2 separate regions of the Ovis aries genome follow, and region 1 is linked to region 2. The links are chromatin contacts, called in public Hi-C maps. All regions are on one chromosome and are shown on one strand. Each heading gives the region's core, a stretch centred on a gene start, on an enhancer-like site or on the middle of the called end of the contact. The rest is flanking DNA. Distances are from core to core; before and after follow the strand shown. Region 1 holds the start of MRPL32 (mitochondrial ribosomal protein L32). Region 2 holds the start of LOC101118606 (cytochrome c oxidase assembly factor 1 homolog).

What was found. A called contact is a pair of places that touch in the nucleus more often than the background predicts.
Region 1: a contact with region 2 is called in a Hi-C map of skin fibroblasts, with 5 times the contacts expected there. The contact joins the promoter of MRPL32 here to the promoter of LOC101118606 in region 2. A contact is called at or near these places in 10 of 16 Hi-C or Micro-C datasets (blood, liver, mixed tissues and 4 more).

What each region holds. Positions count from the first base shown.
Region 1 is chr4:79,790,901-79,795,886 of ARS-UI_Ramb_v3.0, forward strand. MRPL32 (mitochondrial ribosomal protein L32) reads right to left here and starts at 1,659. Exons shown (of 3, transcript XM_004007996.6): 1 at 1,501-1,659. The coding sequence starts at 1,630. It overlaps PSMA2 (proteasome 20S subunit alpha 2), which reads left to right and starts at 1,852. Exons shown (of 8, transcript XM_004007997.6): 1 at 1,852-1,911. The coding sequence starts at 1,871.
Region 2 is chr4:79,019,466-79,025,048 of ARS-UI_Ramb_v3.0, forward strand. It overlaps LOC101118606 (cytochrome c oxidase assembly factor 1 homolog), which reads left to right and starts at 4,315. Exons shown (of 6, transcript XM_060414798.1): 1 at 4,315-4,414.

The DNA of each region.
Region 1 (4,986 bases), core at 409-2,908, 770 kb after region 2:
CTGCTTGATAGGCAGTACCTAGTTACAAGTAAATCTTAAGCTTGAGGCTTTCAAAATCCACTTCCTACTAGCACAGATATAAATGCTGATTGTCTTTTTTTTAAATTATATTCAAATTGAGTTAGCTCCTCAGTCATATAACCTGATAGGCCCTTTAAGACACTTAGTTCTCATAATATTTAGTCTTGTTCCCTAAGGAAAGTACTCTAAGGAAAAAACTAACTCATCACTCTTTCTAGGATACTAATTTACTCCTGTGACCACCAACCCATTTCACTTTTGTTTTTCTAAACTGTTTATAAAAATTAGTGCGAGGTGGGAGGGACGTTCAAGAGTGAGGGGACATATGTATACCTATGGCTGATTCATGATGCATGGCAGAAACCAACACAGTATTGTATAGTAATTATCCTTCAATTAAAAATAAAAACTTTAAAAAAAGATTTATTTACCCTCTCCTTGCTATATTCCTCAGGCCTGTAATATTTCTTTTGATTTTAGGAACTCTTAAAAATATACAACGCTGTTTAACACTTAACAACCGATACTCCTTTTCAATATACCTGAAAGTATTGCTAAGCACAGACCAGTGGTTAATAGCACAGGCTCTGGAAGGTCTGTGTGACCTTGGGGCCTTTCTGAGTCTAGTTCTTCAGTTCAAAAGTGGAGACACCTAATGGGATCCTAGTGGAGATTATATGAAATATACGACGAGATTAAACGAAAGTGGAAATTATACGTAGTGGAGATTATACGAAATATATGTTGACTTTGATATTCAGCGGGACATTCCTAGTGGCTGAGACGGTAAAAGCGGCTGCCTACAATGCGGGAGAGCTGGGTTTGATCCTTGAGTCGGGAAGATCCCCTGGAGAAGGAAATGGCAACCCGCTCCAGTATTCTTGCCTGGAAAATACCATGGACACAGAAGCCTGGCGTGCTACAGTCCATGGGGTCGCAAAGAGTCGGACACGACTGAGCGACTTCACTTCACTTCACTTGACATTTAGTGGGCTCTCCCGAGTATTATCATTATTATGTTCGGGATAACTTCGAAATCGAGTAGGATGTAAATATCAAAGCAACAACAATTTTAACACCCAAGATATTTCCATTTAAAATTAGTTTTCAGGGGAAATAGAGGATCAAGAGTCAATTGACACAGCTCAAATGGTACAGAAGGCAAACTGCTTTAGGTGGTGGACTGGACTGGAAAGAAAAGAAGATCTAGAGAGCGGTGTCCCTTGATGCTAAGTTAATGCACTTCGGTTACATTCTCTGTAGGAATGGGACAGTCAGAGGACGTTTCTTTTCCTTTTTGCAGGGGACTGGGGAGCAAAAACTGCTGTCTTTGTTCCTAAGCAAGTGAATGTCCGGGACAACGATCCCTACACACAGCCAAAGATCAGAACACCGGAGCAGGCTAAATACGAGCAGACTTCACCACGCTGCCTGGAGTCCCCAGTCCAAACCCCTCTCCACGGAGGCCTCTTTACGTACCCCATGGAGGACTGGGAAAACCTGGTCGGCTCTGCAGAAGTTTTCGCTGCAGCTGCTTCCAACAGTTCCAGAGAAGTCCTCGGGCTACGGGCAACGGCGGAACCAGCAGCACCAGCATGGTGGGCGCCATGTTGCTCGGCCGAAAGCCACCCCCACCAGGCCTCTGAGTCCCGCCCCTACCTTGAGCATGCGCATAGACACAGAGTCGGGCAAACGCGCACCTGGAACTATAACTCCCAGCATTCTTCTGGAGCGGCTCTGCCTTTTCTCCAATCAGAAATCTAGAAAGGAACGCGCGGGGCGGGGAAAAAGAAACGAAACTGGCTTCAGCGCGCATGTGCGCGGATGTGCGTTGGTTCTTCGGGTAAAGATGGCGGAGCGTGGTTACAGCTTTTCGCTGACTACATTCAGGTATGGAAGGGACTCCCGAGGTCCTCCACGTAACCGAGGTTGCAGGAGCTCTGCCGACCAGGTTTTTACCTTCCTGGTCTCTGACTTGGCGCTTCCTGAGGGCCTCGTAGGAAATGGGGGTGGAAATGCGAGTTTGCCAAGTCATTTGCGGGGCCTTCCCGCGGCCTGGGGAGCATTGGTGCCTGGGGACCGTGGGAACGCGAGTCAGGGTATCCTGGGAGATCTAGGCGCTGTGGGAAGTTGAGGCCCTCACCCAGGGATTTTCTTTCGCTTTGGAACTAGAGAAAAAGGCAATTTTGAATGAGCTGCTTTCAGGTTTCCTGTTCAGAACTCTTTCTTCCTGACTCAAGTAGGCCTGATTCAGGAGCTTCTGGAGGTCGGAATCTTGGTCAGCCCTGTGGGGTTCCTTTTTCTTGGAAAGACCCAACTTTACAGTTCAGTTCTAGTCTTAGCTTCCATTTGGCGCTAATGTCTTTGGAAACCTTTTCCCGCTTTCGATTTCTTCGGTGCCCCTACTGGAAGCTTAAGAACTGAAAGTGAAAGTGGTAGTGTTTCTAGCCCCTTGTCTTTGTGGGCTCCAAAATAGGCTGTATTTGCTTTGGGGCTGTTATTTTTGAAGGGGGATATGTTTATTTAAAGAAAGATGGTAGGCTTTTGAACTTTAGAATATTTATGTAAGCATGTTTTTCAAAATAAATCAGAGATGCACTATCATCGTTCCCGGTGTAAGAAAACCGTCACCAAAGGCTGTACTGACGGGAGAAGGATTCAATTTGGCCATTTTCCTACAGATCAGTAATGGCCTGTTTAATTAAAAATATTATCTGACAGCTAAAGACGGGCGGCATCCAACTTGTTGAGTACTTTCTGTGTGGGTGGAGCTTACTCCCATCTCTTTAGGCTACTCTGTGTGATACATGTTTTCTAAACATTTTACAGATGAGCTGACCACAACTCAAATTCAATAACTCCTCCCTGGTCATAGGTTAATATTTAAACTGGGTTCTTTCTGACGACAAAATTAATACACTTTGCATTACTGTGTAATGTCTTCTGAAAATACTAGAATATTTATCTTTTTTAAAAAAGATCTCTTCATATACAATGATATGAAACAAAGTTTGACAGGTCGCTACTGTTCGTATTCAGAGACAAAATCTGGACCTTTATCTTTAAGAAAGTGTTATCCTAATCCCAGCTGAAACATGAAACAACCATATGTTATCAGGGACTGAATCTTTCCATAATAAATTTCCTTGTTTAAACACACTCTTGTTTTTTTTTTTTAATATGATGGTGCAATTCTGTTTTGGATTTTAAAAATTGTTTCTGTCCTGTTGTAATCAGAATTATTAATGGTAGATGTGATAAGAGACTATACTATAGGATGAAAAGGTGTTCTTGAGGATAACATTTAGTTGGGGATATTGACAACCAGTGGGCTTCCCTCTTAGCTCAGCTGGTAAAGAATCCTCCTGTAATGCAGGAGACCCCTGTTCAATTCCTGGGTCAGGAGGATCTGCTGGAGAAGGGGTAGGTTACCCACTCCAGTATTCTTGGGTTTCCCTTGTGGTTCAGCTGGTAAAGAATCTGCCTGCAATGCAGGAGACCTGGTTGGGTTGGGAAGATCTCCTGGAGAAGGGAAAGGCTACTTACTCCAGTATTCTGGCCTGGAGAATTCCATGGAATGTATAGTCTATGGGGTTGCAGAGTCAGACAGGACTGAGCGACTTTCACTTCATTGACAATCAGTGGGTAAACAAATGGGTGCCTACTCATACACTCTGAAGAATGTTTTTCCCTTCCTCAGGAATTTTTATTGAGAGGGCGAAAGAAGGAATGTAACTTTAGATTGGGTGGTCAGGAAAGACCAATGCTTGGGGGCTGTTTGAGGGGACTGGAAGATGAAAGGGAGCCAACTATTTGAAGATATAGGGGTAGGGAGAGTTGCAGACAGGGAAAAGCATGTTTGAAAATGCTGAAGTTTAAGACTGAATTGATAGGCCAGTGTGTTAGAGTATAGTGAGCAGGGAGTTATCCTGGGTTTGGACCAGTCTTGCAGGGCCCTGTAGGCCAGAGTAAGGAGCTTTGATTGTGAATGGATTAAAGGATTTAAGTGGAAGATGTTAAGATATAAAAGTAACTCTGGATCAGGGAATGGAAGTAAGAGTGGAAAATAAGAAAACTTGCTGGAGGGCTAATTTTTTCAGTTATCCCTGATAGAGATCCTGGTGCTTTGGAACTGCACTGCCCAAATCAGCTAATTTTGTCATTTAACAGTCTTTAGACTGCTACCCCTAGGTTTATTCCTTAAATAGGTGTGGATGTATGTCTGTCAGTCAGATGAACCTGGTCATCAGTTATGTGTTGGTGTATTGATTGAACAGAGCTTATACTTTGTGAATATTACAAAATAATTCAAATGTGTTGACTCTGGGCCAAGGAGGAAGCATGGGACACTTAGGTATGAGTGTGTGGGATTCAGTCTGGGTGGTCAGGGCAGCTTTTCTTGAGAAAATGACACTTCTGTTAAGGTGTGGAGAATGACTTGGAAGGAGTTCACCAGACTGGTGAAGTGCATTGCAAACAGGAATTGTCTTGTCAGAGGGGTTTTTTGAATTCTAAGGGTAGTTGTGTCTCTGGAGCGCGATGGCATGGTATGAGTTGAGACTTGAGTGACAGTATCTCTAGTTTTATGAAGATGAAACAAATGACCTTCTGAAACTGAAGATTATAGACTGGGTATGTGGACCTAGCTTGTGTCTCACTTAGGACAAATTATTTTCATTCAAAGACTATCAATCAAATAGAAAGGTTGGTGATGTTTATGGTATTTGTTCTAACACTCAACAACTAGACTGAAATTATATATGACCTAAAAAGCCAGTTTGGACCTAGTATTTGACTGTCAAACTCAGTGGAACCAGATATGTTAAGTATAACCAGCTCACAGCATAACAGTACTATTTGGTGTTTACTTAGTGCTGATTTTGTGCCAGGAACAAAAGGCGTCATTTCATTTAATCTTCACAACAACCTTTGAACTAGGTAACACTATTATCCCCATTTTACAGA
Region 2 (5,583 bases), core at 3,065-5,564:
TATTTAACTTCTATGCAGAGTACATCATGAGAAATGCTGGACTGGAAGAAACACAAGCTGGAATCAAGATTGCCAGGAGAAATATCAATAACCTTAGATATGCCGATGACACCACCCTTATGGCAGAAAGTGAAGAGGAGCTAAAAAGCCTCTTGATGAAAGTGAAAGAGGAAAGCGAAAAAGTTGGCTTAAAGCTCAACATTCAGAAAACAAAGATCATGGCATCTGGGAATGGCATCTATTTCCCATCACTTCATGGGAAATAGACAGGGAAACAGTGGAAACAGTGTCAGACTTCATTTTTGGGGGCTCCAAAATCACTGCAGATGGTGACTGCAGCCATGAAATTAAAAGACGCTTACTCCTTGGAAGAAAAGTTATGACCAACCTAGATAGCATATTCAAAAGCAGAGACATTACTTTGCCGACTAAGGTCCGTCTAGTCAAGGCTATGGTTTTTCCTGTGGTCATGTGTGGATGTGAGAGTCGGACTGTAAAGAAGGCTGAGTGCCGAAGAATTGATGCTTTTGAATTGTGATGTTGGAGAAGACTCTTGAGAGTCCCTTGGACTGCAAGGAGATCCAACCAGTCCATTCTGAAGGAGATCAACCCTGGGATTTCTTTGGAAGGAATGATGCTAAAGCTGAAACTCCAGTACTTTGGCCACCTCATGTGACGAGCTGACTCATTGGAAAAGACTCTGATGCTGGGAGGGATATGGCTGGATGGCATCACCGACTCGATGGATGTGAGTCTGAGTGAACTCCGGGAGATGGTGATGGACAGGGAGGCCTGGCGTGCTGCAATTCATGGGGTCACAAAGAGTCGGACACGACTGATCGACTGAACTGAACTGAACTGAACTGAACTCCTTGGAAGAAAAGTTATGACCAACTTTTTTATAAAAGTTATAAGCAGAGACATTATTTTGCCAACAAAGGCCCATCTAGTCAAGGCTATGGTTTTTTCAGTGGTCATGTATGGGTGTGAGTTGGACTGTGAAGAAAGCTGAGTGCTGAAGAATTGATGCTTTTGAACTGTGGTGTTGGAGAAGACTCTGGAGAGTCCCTTGGACTGCAAGGAGATCCAACCAGTCCATTCTAAAGGAGATCAGTCCTGGGTGTTCTTTGGAAGGAATGATGCTAAAGCTGAAACTCCAGTACTTTGGCCACCTCATGCGAAGAGTTGAGTCATTGGAAAAGACTCTGATTATGGAAGGGATTGGGGGTCAGGAGGAAAAGGGGAGGACAGAGGATGAGATGGCAGGATGGCATCACCGACTCGATGGACGTGAGTCTGAGTGAACTCCGGGAGATGGTGATGGACAGGGAGGCCTGGCGTGCTGCGATTCATGGGGTCGCAGAGTCGGACACGACCGAGCGACTGAACTGAACTGAGCCGAACTCTTGCGTCCCAGTAGGTGGCGCCATAGCACACGCTTTCGGTTTCTCTTACTTACGCTGCATTATTTGACAATCAGCACTTTTTCCTCCTTTACCCCATCTGTCCCGCTTCCCAGGTGGTTCAGTGGTAAAGAATCCATCTGCCTATGCGGGAGACATGAGTTTGATCCCTGACTTGGGAAATCTCTGGAGAAGAAAGAGGCAACCCACTCCAGAATTCTTGCCTTTTTGTTTCCCCGGTTCCACTTCTTCCATGTGTTCCATCTACCCACCTTTAAGGGTACCAGTGTGTGGCATTCTCTGGCAAGCCTGATGTGTTGGGCAGACACCTCTTTTGAGTTATGGATGTTTTCTGGTTGTAAATCAAAGGAGAGGCATCTCATAATGCCGTGATGCTGATCACGTTTTCTAGCTTCTTAAGGTGGAAACTCAGATTTTCACATTTCTTCTCTTTGAAAACAAGTATTTAAAGTTCTAAATTGTCCCATAAATATCCCCAACTATTTAGGGATTTTTCAAATATTTTCCTGTTACTTATTTCTAACTTAATTTCATTATTATTAGAAAGTATAAAGCCTGATTTCAGTCTTTTAAAATTTATTGAGATTTGTTTCATAGACTAGCATATGTTTTATCTTGGTGAAAAAAGCATAGACATTTAAAAAAATATGTATTCTATAATTATTGAGTGCAGTGTTCTAGGAGATTTTAGGTCAAGGTGGTTGATAAATAGGTCAAGTGTTCTATAAATTGGGTAAGTTGGTTGATAATCTTTTTCTAGTCTTCTATATACTTTTTAAAATGGGAAATTGCATGGATCTATTATCGAGGTTTTTATCTAATTGTGATTAGAGATGAATGTTATAATCACTCACTGTAGTTGTTGTTTTTTCTAATTCTCCTTGGAGTTTTTATTTCACATATATCAAACCTCTGATATATGTTGTATACATGTTTCAGTTCAGTTCAGTCACTCAGTCATGTCTGACTCTTTGTGACCCCATGGACTGCAGCACCTCAGGCCTCCCTGTCCATCACCAACTCCCGGAGCCTACTCAAACTCATGTCCATTGAGTTGGTGATGCCATCCTGCCATCTCATCCTCTGTCGTCCCCTTCTCCTCCTGCCTTCAATCTTTCCCAGCACTAGGGTCTTTTCCAATGGGTCAGTTTTTCTCATCAGGTGGCCAAAGTATTGGAGTTTCAGCTTCAACATCAGTCCTTCCAATGAATATTCAGGACTGATTTCCTTCAGGATGGACTGGTTGGATCTCCTTACAGTCCAAGGGACTCTCAAGAGTCTTCTCCAACACCACAGTTCAAAAGCATACAAGTTTAGAATTGTTAAATTTTCTTGATGATCTAACCTCGTTATCATTATAAAATGTCCCCATTTTCAACAACCAACATATTTGAGCAGGTACAATTTTTTATAACAGATACAAGTTTTATATATAAAACTATAGTAGATCCATGCAATTTCCCATTAAAAAAACATATAGAGGAAGCATAGACTTTGGATTAAAGATGATATTTTGGTAAAGATTACAAAGGAATTTTCCAGGTTTAAAACTGAAAGTTTTACTGTAAAATTTCTTGTAAACAAACTAGTCAGGACTCAATTTCATGATGACAGTATGTAAGATAAGTAAGAAAAGACATTCATTCTAACTTGCTGCTGCTAAGTCACTTCAGTCATGTGCAACTCTGTGCGACCCCATAGACGGTAGCCCACCAGGCTCCCCCGTCCCTGGGATTCTCCAGGCATGAACACTGGAGTGGGTTGCAATTTCCTTCTCCAGTGCATGAAAGTGAAAGGTGAAAGTGAAATCGCTCAGTGGTGTCCGACTCTTAGCGACCCCATCGACTGCAGCCTTCCAGGCTCCTCCGTCCATAGGATTTTCCAGGCAAGAGTACTGGAGTGGGGTGCCATTGCCTTCTCCTCATTCCAACCTACCTAATGCTAATTTTATTAATCTTTGAGGTAAATATTGTCTAGTTTACACTTAACTTTTATGATACGATGTAATGGCCTGCTCAATTGTTTTCTCAAAGTAGCTGTGTCAAAATGTCCCCATTTTCTTTTTTTCTTCTCTCTTTTTAATATTAATTTTCTCTTCTATTTGTATCATTTCTAGGTTTCTGTCTTCGAGCTTACTAATTCTCTTTTCCGTATGGTTTGCTCTGTTTCTCTCTGGCCTCTATCAGTTTCTTTTGATTAAAGAATCCAAGGGCCTGGGTGGTAGGTAACACTTGAACTTCAAGCTTGTCATTAAAGTAAAGGGTGACGTTAATAGTAGCGATGATGACAGTGGAATAATCAAGATGAAAATAATAATAACTAGCATTTATTGAACACTTACATACTGCCAGACGAGTCTGATCGCTTTATTAAGTAATTACTAGTACTAATGCATTACATTTTTTCTTAACAATCCATTCCCTGGAGCACAGTAAGAATTTAATAAATATTTAATGAATAAAAGAAATTAGCGTTAAGTTCCTCAGTCGAATCGGCAAGATGGACTTCAATGCCAGAGCGATGCTCAGATGGCTCGTGGTTTCGCATCCTTGGAGGTGAATCGAAGCGCCAGATCCCTGCGAGGAGCAATAGGAACCAGTGGTTTTAAATTTTCTAGGCAACCGCTGATGGACTGACAGTATGTTGGGGGCTAATGGCGTGCACAAAACAGAAAGCTGAGCTTTGAGAACACAAATGCCCTACTCGCGCTCGACAAGCTTCTGAGAAGCCGGGGAGCGGAACCAATTTCAGCCTGAGATGCCGTCGCTTTGGCGCCCTGATATGAAATCATTCATTCAAACCTGACTGCTCTAGCCCCTAGAGGAGATGACGTCGGAAGTCTCGACTGCTCCCCGCGGGGCGTGTCCACCCGCCGGCGTTTGCCCCACCCACTCCCACACGCTCCACTTCCGGAAGGGGCCGTCATGCTCTCTGCGGCTAGGTGTTTCTACGCCTAACAGGTTAGCGTCCACGCGGGAAAAAAGAGTCGGGTCAGTCCTACTCCAGAAGCATTTGTTCCCGTCGTTCTGGAGACCGCTTTTGCGCGAGGGGCGGACTGTTGCTAGGGCAGCACGTCAGGGGCCACCTCCTTGCTGGGTCGCCACCTCCTGGAGCTGCCTGATTGGGTGACCCCTGGTGGGCTAATCGTGACCTTGCCCCGTGGTCCTTGGTGAGCATTTCCAGGAGCACATTTGTGAAGAGGTGGAACTGCACTTTGTCGGTGGTCCCAGGTTACAACAGTTTGAGAGAGACCCTGCCTAGATGATTGTATAAAAGATTACTGTGGCTCGGTGGTCCTGATCATTCGTTTCTATCACAGCTGAGCTCCATAAGGGGGCTGACCATAGAAGTGATTTTCAGCGTTTAAGTGATTTTCGGGTGTTCGTATAAGCGTGCGTATGCATGTTTGTCAGTCTGTGCGTGTGTGGAAAGGGCTGTAATTCAAAAAACGCACAAGTATTATATTTTGCTGCTTTTCCTGGCCTCTTCCCCTTATTCCTCTTTATTCTTACCTGAGGGGCATTGCTCACCTTCACCTTTGGATATAAGCAACTCTCTACTTGAACTTACACATTTAAAACACAGATCTGACTGTTAATCCTCTACTTAAAACCTTACTGGCCTTCCCATTTGATTCAGGATAGTACAAATTCCTTTGGCTGGATTGAAGACACTTCAAAGTCTTGTTTCTGCTGAATTTTTCAGTCTCATCTCCTGTTCATGGGAAACACACCTACACATACATGCTCTATGCCCCTGTCATGCCATCCTGCAGTAATTTCATCTCTTTGGCTAATTATAATGGTTTACCCACGTTTGCAAATTTACTTTTCCATTCAGTCAGAATTTAGTGAATTCGTGGTTATTGCCAGACACTGTTTTAGGAACTGAGGGGAAAATGGAGTTAAAATTGGGGAGAAAAAGCCCAACCTGCAGTCCTTTTGAAAAATAACAGCTTGATTGAGATATAGTTCACACACCATGGAATTTTAAAACACACATTGCTTTTTAGTGCGTTCACAAAGTTGTACATCCGACAACCACAGTTTTAAACCATTTTTAAAGACACCTTGTACCCATTAGCAGTCTCCCTTGAGTTCCTCCTTACCCCACTTTTAGCTCTAAGGAAGTACTAATCTGCTGAATATATAAATATATT